2 separate regions of the Oryctolagus cuniculus genome follow, and region 1 is linked to region 2. The links are chromatin contacts, called in public Micro-C maps. All regions are on one chromosome and are shown on one strand. Each heading gives the region's core, a stretch centred on a gene start, on an enhancer-like site or on the middle of the called end of the contact. The rest is flanking DNA. Distances are from core to core; before and after follow the strand shown. Region 1 holds the start of SENP6 (SUMO specific peptidase 6). Region 2 holds the start of MYO6 (myosin VI).

Region 1 (4,291 bases), core at 1,545-4,044, 160 kb before region 2:
AGTATCTGCAAATATACCAAATATGGATATATATAATAAATAAACTTCAGAGGCATGTCCTAAATCTGAAAATTTCTAGGCCCTGAATCCTGCATGAAAGGATATATGATATTACAGATTATGAGTTGATCATACTAATGTGGAGGAACATCAATTTTAGAAACTGTAGTTAATGTATACTTGAACATGTACACTGATAATTCTACTCCTAATTGTAGTATCCGTTCTCATAAAACTGGAATAATTGAACTGGAGAGGAATTTAGAGATTGTTTGGTCTAATGATTCTCAAATTGTAGCTCCTTGATCAGCAGCATCTGTATCACTTGGAAACTTGTCAAAAATGCAGATTTTCAGGTCCCACCTCAGACCAACAGTGTCAGAAACGCTGAAGGTGGAGTAAGGCAATGTGTTGCATCAAGCTCTACAGGACCTGCGTTGTGGCATAGCAGGTGGGACTGTTGGCATCCCAGGTGGGTGCCCATTGTGTCCTGGCTGCTCCACTTCTGATCCAACTCCCTACAGATGGCCTGGGAAAAGCAGCAGAGGATGGCCCAGGTGTTTGGGCCCCTGCCACCCATGTGTTAGATCCAGAGTAAGTTCAGGACTCCTGGGTTAGACCTGGCCTGACACAGCCCTGGCTGTTGCAGCCATTCATGAAGTGAACCAGTGAATAGAATCTCTCCCTCCCTCTCTGTGTAACTCTAACTTCCAAAATAAATAAATAAATCTTCAAACAACAACAACAAAAAACAAGCTCTTTGGGTAATTCTTACATACACTTAAGTTTGTGAATCATTGGTTTAATTCATAGCTTTCCTTTAGAACTAGAATTACAGAGTCCTATAGAGATTACTTGAAATTAATAACAGTTAAAAATAAAACACTTGGGGCTGCCACTGTGGCTTAGTGGGTGAAGCCACTGTCTGTGACATCAGCAACTCATATGGGCACTGGTTTGATTGTTGGCTGCTCCACTTCCCATCCAGATCCCTGCTGAAGCACCTGGAAAAGGAGTGGAAGATGGCCAAAGTGCCTTGGTCCCCTGTACCCAGTGGGAGACCCAGAGGAAGCTCCTGGCTCCTGGCTTCAGACTGGCCCAGAACTGGCCACTGAGGCCTCTGGGGAGTGAACCAGCAAATGAAAGATGATTCGCTTTCTTTCTCCCTCTAACTCTTTCAAATAAATAAAATAAATCTTTAAACAAACAAACAAGAACTTTTCCTGAAAGATCCTATCTCAGCTTTTTCAGAAGACATCTTTGATGGAACAACGCCTTGTTTGCCACTTCAGGTAAATCAGTTTTCTATGGCTGCTGTCACCAATGACTATATCACAAAATTTGGCACATGAACACAAATATATTATAGTTCTCTAGTCCAACATCTGTCTCATTGGGCTAAAATTAAGGTATCAGTTTTCCTTTTGGAGACTCTAGGAGAGAACTCCCTTTCCTTGTCTTGTCTTTTAGAAGTCACTCACATCCTTGACTCCTGATACTCTCCTCAACTTCCAAAGCCAGCATGTATAGTATGTATTTTAAAGTCAGAGATTTATTTTTTTTAACTACATTTTGAAGTCTGTACAAATGATCAGTCACCCACATCTGTCTGTTACCTACATGCCTCAGGATTATACTGTCATGGGCACAAACTATGTCATAGAGGATCAGGATCAAACAACCTCCTCAAGCAACAAAAATAACAAATGATAGTAAGTTATATTCATCACCCTCTCTTGCTGAATTGGGAGATTATTGGTTCATTTTAGAAGAATATTTTTAAAAGAAGTTTACAACAGAAAGCCTTACTTAATAGGTCAATTTAATTAGAACCAAGATTACACCAGCTCAGTTTTTTGCAACACTTTACTACTGCTGCCTTTTAATTGCTATATAGCACAAATTGGTTTTGTATGTCTCTTTTAAATAGGGATGCTGAGGCTTTAAGAAAAATGCTATAGGAAAGCTACACCCTAAAGAAGTTGAGTTTCCATGGCAAGATCATGGGCTAACAATTTTTTTCATTTTTTTGTATTTTCTATAATGACAAAATAGTATTCTTTTAAAAAGAAAACGAGAGATCAACAGAATATGGTCCTCTGAAATTATAAGGCCTGACTTGTAAACTAGGGTTTGTTTTTTTTTTTTGAAATCTCAGGTACATAAATGACAAAGGACTTTTTTTTTTAAACACTGCCATCCAAAGCGTATTGGTAAAACCTTCTCATACATAATCTTAAATTTCTTTAACAACGAATGTGGACCACGACCGAGTCATGCTCTTAATCTGTAATTATTCTACCTCACCACCTTTTCAGTTGGCTATGGTTTAAACTCTACGGTCTCCTCAAAGAGAGAAACTTAGAACATTTCTGCCACAAAACTCAATGTACCACTGGCCCAACTAGGAAGCGCTCGCTGGCCACGTCTGCCATGGGGCCTTCGAGGGTCGAACTGGGGGGCCAAGCTTGTCTGAGCCCAGTCGGCGCCGGAGAAGCTGCCGCTACCGAAAGGCCGGGCGGGCGGCGGGCGCCCAGAGCCGGCGCTCCTTGCGGCGCCACAGCCCGCAGTGCCTGAGAGCGGAGCCCGGGTCCTGAGCGGGAGCCGCGCTGGGGGCGGCGGCGGCGGCGGCGGCGGCGGCGGCGGCGGGCGGCGGGCGGGGGCGGGAGCCGGGCGGCAGCTCCAGCGCCCGTGGGGGAGGAGCGGCGGCGGCGGAGCTGCTGTGGCGACCGACGCGAGGCAGTGGCAGAGGAGACCCACCCCTGTCCACATGGACAGCCGCAAATGCCTCCGCTGATGCTTTCACCCCTAGGCGGGGTGGGCGGGCGGCCTTAGCGGCGGCGACTGCAGAAGAAGCGAAGGCTCCGGGGGTGCCTGACGGTCGCGGAGCCTTCGCCGCCCCGGCGCGGCGGGTGCGGCCATTTTACGGCCTGGGCCGAAAGGAGGCGTGTTTGTGTGCCCGCCTTCATCTTCCCTTCCTGGGGCCTGCGTTCGGCGGAGGCTTCTCAGGCGGCCTGGGTGGGCGGTGGATGGGGAGTCGTGGGCCGAGAGGAGCCGGGCCCGGGAAGCGCCGCCGCCGCCGCCGCCGCTCGCGTTCCCCCGGAGGGGCCTGAGGAGAAGCCCAGGCCGCGCTCGCCGCCCGCCAGCCCGCGGAAAGGCCCGGGCGAGCCTGGCCTGCTTTTGTGTAGGCCTCGCCTGGACGTGGGAGCGCCGGCTGCCTGACGGCTGAGCCCGAGGCCAGCAGCCCTGCGGCGGCTACCCTCCGGCGGCTCGGCCCCTCATCCTGGCGAGCACGGAGGCGGTGTGGGCCATGGATTAAGGAGGCGGCGGCGTGGGAGGAGGAAGATGGCGGCCGGCAAGAGCGGCGGTAGCTCTGGGGAGATTACTTTTCTGGAAGGTACGTCTGTTTCTGCTCTTGCGAGACAAGGGGTGGGGAAATAAAGGAAAACGGGAGCCCCGGAACTCCGGATATTCAGTTATCTACACAGGGTGTGCTTGGGGGACTGCGGAGGTACGAGGGGTGGGCGATGGCGGGGAGGGAGGGTGCTGTGAGCGCGCGGGGTTCGAGTCTGCCCAGGCTCGGCAGCGAGCAGGGATGGCCGTGGGGCGCCGGTGGATCGGCTGCGAGCCAGAGTTGGTGGGCGTCTTTTGAGAGTGCGCATAGAAGTCTGTGACTTTTTTTTTTTTTTTTTTTTTGCCCTTTTTGGCGGTGGCCTAACGATGAGGACAGACTGCATTCGAGTCTCGTCTGATATTAATGGAAAGTTTCCCGTGGCTAAGGGTTGGGTAGAATTGGGGGGTCAGTGGGGAGGAAGGGGAGCTGTAGTTCTCGGGTTAGGTTTTATATCGCCTGGGCTTTCTGTTTACACGGAGCCCCGGGCTGCTTTTTGCAGCCAGCGTTGAAATGAGTGAGGCCTGGCCTTGTTTGATCTTACTAGCAACACACATTTCGTAAGAATATTTTCTGCAATTGTGTGTCAGAAAAAAGAGAATGAGATTCACAATGTCATTTTTGGGACGTTACAAAAGCTAATTTAATAGACAAAGTTTGGGTGTTTCCATTTCTGTTCTCTTGGGAGGGAAAGTTAAACATTTACTGTTAAGGGCCAGTCTTAAAAGCTTTGTGAGAATGTTTTTGTTGGGAATGGTGGCAGTGGGTAACAATATTGGCGTTTTGCCCGTGTAGCTATAAGAACCCCCCCAAAACACATCTAGATTTCTTTGTCTAAGAACCTAAAATGTTATTGCTTAAGTGACTTTGAGTTCACTGTTTACTCTGGTGATTGAGTTT
Region 2 (4,861 bases), core at 464-2,963:
GGCACACAAGCACTTCAGGAGGACTTGAAGGTAAAGCACAAAAAATGAGGGAAAGACACTGGGTAGAAATGAGATTGCACAGATAAGTAGGGCTAGGGTGGTGGTCCAAAACGGAAGTGATTCCTAAGACAGGCAAGTGACATTGTGTGAAGAAGCCTGGTTGGGACAGCTTTGTGGGGTTTAGGACAGTGGTGAACCGGGAACCAGCTGACCAATGAAAAGGCATTCAAATTCAGCTCACACAAAAAATCTCATAGTCTGTGAGTAGTGGTTAAATTAAATGGGATTTTATGAGACATTTTAAGGGGTCTGGACTTAGAATAAGGAGGGTGCAGTACTGCTCTATAGGAGTTTAAATAGAGGAGTAGATACGAAGAGTTTTATCAATGATGAACTAGTGGAGACTGAATTTAAAGGGGACGAGTTTGCAGTCTGGGAAACTGCTTATGTGCCAAGGGCAGTGTGCAAGTCTTGAAATGATGGCGGCCGGGAACACGATACTTGTAGTGGTTATGAAGAGGAATTGGATACATTAAAGAATTACAGAGCTAGAAGCAGAGGGACTCAGTTACAGATTATCCAATCTGTGGGGGGTGGGGAGGAAGAGATGTAAGTGATAAGCCACAGAAACTAGTCAAAATAAATTGGCTTCTATTAACTTCCCGAAGGCTTTTAATATTAAATCCAAAATTAATTCAAAGCGGTAAACTAAGTCTTCATTTTTTTTTCTTCTTTCCTTTTGAATCGACTGAAGACTTATCTTGTGGCAATCTGGAAATAAACTTCCGAGATTGCTATGAATTATTTCCTTGCTTGGTTTCGCTTCCTCTTTCTTACTTCTCCATCTTTTTCTCAATGTTTTATTATTTTGGTTGTATGCTACAATATCTCATCAGAACTTAGCCTTTCCACCCAGAGATCTGGGGGAACCTTTGACATCTGATGCTACGTGTTTCTCCTGTAAATTTCCGGAAGTTTCCCCGTTGCTACTTTTACATGTTGCGGAAAACAGTGTAGTGCTTACGTGTTAAGTATTTTAGTTTCAGCAGAAATATCTAGCATTACATTTATTTCATTTTCTTAACTGGAACTTCTTTTCGTCCTAAAAGCAACGTAGTAGCAGACTGCGTAGTTTCCTCGTATAAAACAAATTTGCATAGGTGCTTCATATTTATAAGAACAGTAAAATCTAAGTGACCGGGAAGACAGGGGCTCTTCAAAATAAAACACCCGGGATGGACACTCAGAGATTTCCATCTCAGCCCCCTCCTGCTAAGGCAGGAATGGCGAACTATTTGCGCAGGAAGGCTGATACCCACGCAGGGCAGCCCACCCGGACTATGGCCGAGATCGCCAGGGTCTCTCCTCGCGACCCCCTGGTGTCTCGGGGGTCCTCGCCCTGTCTCGGACGCACTTTCTCTCTCCTGGAGCTCACTGCGGTTTGCACGCTGCACATTCCCGCGATCCAGTCGGCAGCGACTGGAAACAATATCCGCTGCGTAGGCGCCGTTTCGCTTGGAGAGGAGCGAAGGCGCCCAGCTTGGCCAGCTGCACCCCTCCCACGCCGAGCAGCACCCACCCACGCCGCGGCCTCCACGCCGGCTGGCAGGACAGCCCCACTCCGCTCGGGAGCGCGCCCCGCGCCCGCGCACCCCGTCGGCCCGCCCCGGCCCTTGGCGCCCCCGCCCCCTCGGGCGCTCCGTAGCCGTGACGTGTGCGCGGCGGGGCCGGGGACTCTGTGGGGCGCCGGCCGGCGGGCGGAGACCGACCCGGGATCTGTCCGAGCAGGAAGCAAGCAGTAGCCTGGCCGCCGCCGCCGCCGCAGCCCCGTCCTGGTGCAGTCCGCGTCGTCGTTCTTCCCGATCCCCTCGGCACCCCTAACCCCGCCCTCCGGCTTCACCGGCGACAGGTAGCCCCGCCGCCGCGCACCTGCCTTCGCTGCAGCACCGGTGAGTGTCCGCGCCCGGGACACTGTGGGGCGGCCGCGCCAGGACGCTTTTTTCCTGGCTCGGCCTTGCTTCGAGGCCTTCTCTGACCGCCCTGGGGCTGAAGACTCGGCTCACCTCTGAGGAACGCGGTTGGGACCAACAGGTGATGGGTGGGCCGGGGCGGTGGCGGCTCACCGTCCTGCCAGGGTGGTTCTCATTTCCAGACAGACAATGAGAGTCTCCTTTCATGGGCTTGTCATCACCAAGGTACCTTTGTGTTTCTTCCCTGGCTCCAAGGTAGAAGCATAGCACTCAGGTGTCCAACTCTGCCTTGCACACTGCGCGATAGTTTTTTTTTTTTTTTTCTCTTTTGTAAACTCGCTTAAGATTCAGGGCAGGAAGAGTACAGTTCGTTCTGAGATGTGAAATGATACCATTAATAGTTTAATCATGTTGAAGACCAAGTTGGGACTTAGTATTTTTGCTGTCTGGGAGGTCCAGTACCTTGAGTATGTTAATTTACAGATATGTTACCGGAAAGATCACTTTTTTCTGTTTGCAAAAACTTAATGAGGTGAAAAAGTTAAGACTCCAGGATCTCAATTTTAGTTAGGAAGCCGTTTGATAGGGTTATTGCTAGAACATCCTTGTCTGAAATATTGCCATAGTTTTCAGAAAGCTTGGTTCGTTTTATTTGGCGTAAAGTATGTGGTGGAAGGATGCTTAAAACCTAATCTACAGATATTAGTGAAGAAGTAGGAACACTTCTCCAATTTAATAGACTGTTGTACGTGCTAAATAAAAGTGATTTGCTGTTATGCTCTGCTGGTATGGATTTATTATATCTAAGTATAGTCAGACTTTGAGAGTTTGAAAAATTAATATGCTTTAAAGCTTACTTGAAACTATCTTCACACCATAAAATGTGAATCTTGGACTGGTAGTGGTCATGGTACAAAGGTTGACGGCAAAGCAGCATTTCTGTACAAATTAACTGCACTTCATAGATCTCTTGGGTTGTGTATTTCCAATTGGGAAATATTCAGTGAAAAAAATTACCTCCATGCCTTTTATCATTAATTTTAGAAACTGCTACAAATGTTACAAAGTGGGCTTTAGCCAGAGCTTCAAACAATGCAGTCGTTCAAAATAGCTCATTGACTTTTAAATAATTCAGCTCATTTGAGTATTTTCAGTTAAGCAGGAATTGCATCCACAGTGGTAAACAGGGGTCATTTTAGTCTTATGCAGATTTGCCCATTGCATTGTATTTTCTATGTGACATGATACTGCTCTCACAGCTCTTTAAGTTACATTTTTGTTTTCAAAAACTAATGGTAAAAGGTAGTAACAGAAAGAAAAGATGATCATGCTTAAACATTTTTGTAATGAGCAATTATAATATTTAATGTAAATAATATGAGGTAGTAAAAACAAAGATCTTAAATCATAGCCCATGGGCTGATGTGAAATGTACTTTTTCCCTGTTTATATTTACGTAATCAAGTTTTAAAATAACAGTGGCCAGGAAATCTGAGAGAGGCTGAAGGCTCTTTTCTCATCCTGTTGTGACTTTGCCTGGAGTCTGTGGTGTATCATGTAGCCCATTGTTTAGACAACTGGGCTTTATCTGGGTCTGAAAATGCAGCTTTCTTCAGAAAGTTTTAAAGATTTTGACTGTGAGATTTGAATTCATATAAGCACCAAATATGTTTTAAAAATAAGGACTTATTTGACTTTCTGTTGATAATTGAAGCTCCACCTTTGATCATGTAGGTCAATTTGAAAATTTTTTTACCCTTTCTGAAATGTTAACTTATATATGTTAAAATAATTAGAAAAGAGATTTGTAAAAGTATTACAGCTTTAAGTAATCTCATACACTTTAATTATGGTCCCCATAATGAGATACTTTATAACCATTTGTGAATTGGCCTTTTAGTGTATAAGAGCATCACCCATGTAGTAGGGATCTGCAGTAATTAGAACCCAGACTGAGGGGCTTGATCTACAAAATAGATTTCAGAGGGTGGTGGTCTGGTCTTTTTAAGGAGAAGTGCATTGAGGCTCAGAGAATTAAATACTTACTCAAAGGTATGTAGCTCCAGAGGGGCAAAGTCTGGGCTCACACCTTGAGTCTGCTAACTTTGAAGTCCCTATCCTTCCTGCCTGAATAGGTTGCCTTGCTTCCATTTCATATGGGCTTTTCATCTAACTCTACAGAACTGCTGCTGTGTTCAAGATGTAGAAGACCGGATCCTGAAATAGATGCCGTAGATGCTCTATACCGAGAATGTAGTTCTGGAACCAACTGAGAATTCTGTGTCTGTCTGCATTCTCAAGTGGACAGTCTTGAATGATGCTGCTTTATCATTTCTGGTGTAGTTCCAGAGTCTTAAACAAATTTGTGTACCTCTTATTTTGATGGGTTTAGAGGAACAAGAGTTAGACTATAACACTGGCCATGTTTTAAATATTAGATAATTAACTACTGTAATCTTAAGGGAAAAGAACTTGTTTGGAGAGTATGTTGAAATTGTCATCTACAGTGTTATATTATTTCATGTAATATATATATTACAAGTCCATCTACAGCATTATATTATTTCATGAATATATATTACAGTGTCATCTACAGTGTTATATTATTTCATGAATATCCCTTGAACCTTAATAGACACAAAGGACAAAAATGAGCACATAAAGTTCTTTTGTAACAAATTAGAAGTCATACATTTCAGCAGTAGAATGTAGTTGGGTAAATGAGCAAAAAAAGACTGCATTGGGTGGTGACTGCTTTTGTAGGTGGTTTAATTATTTGGATTTAACTGTTAAGGATTTTACATCTCAATGGTACTATATTCAACTGTAAAACAAAACCACCTTCCGGGGGTATAATATAAATTATTAATGGATGATCTGTGACACCCACA

Evidence for each region. A called contact is a pair of places that touch in the nucleus more often than the background predicts.
Region 1: a contact with region 2 is called in a Micro-C map of ear pinna, with 2.8 times the contacts expected there. The contact joins the promoter of SENP6 here to the promoter of MYO6 in region 2. A contact is called at or near these places in 2 of 6 Hi-C or Micro-C datasets (ear pinna and an unstated tissue).

Annotation. Positions count from the first base shown.
Region 1 is chr5:96,852,965-96,857,255 of mOryCun1.1, reverse strand. SENP6 (SUMO specific peptidase 6) reads left to right here and starts at 2,794. Exons shown (of 21, transcript XM_070073879.1): 1 at 2,794-3,397.
Region 2 is chr5:96,688,647-96,693,507 of mOryCun1.1, reverse strand. It overlaps MYO6 (myosin VI), which reads left to right and starts at 1,713. Exons shown (of 34, transcript XM_070073859.1): 1 at 1,713-1,949.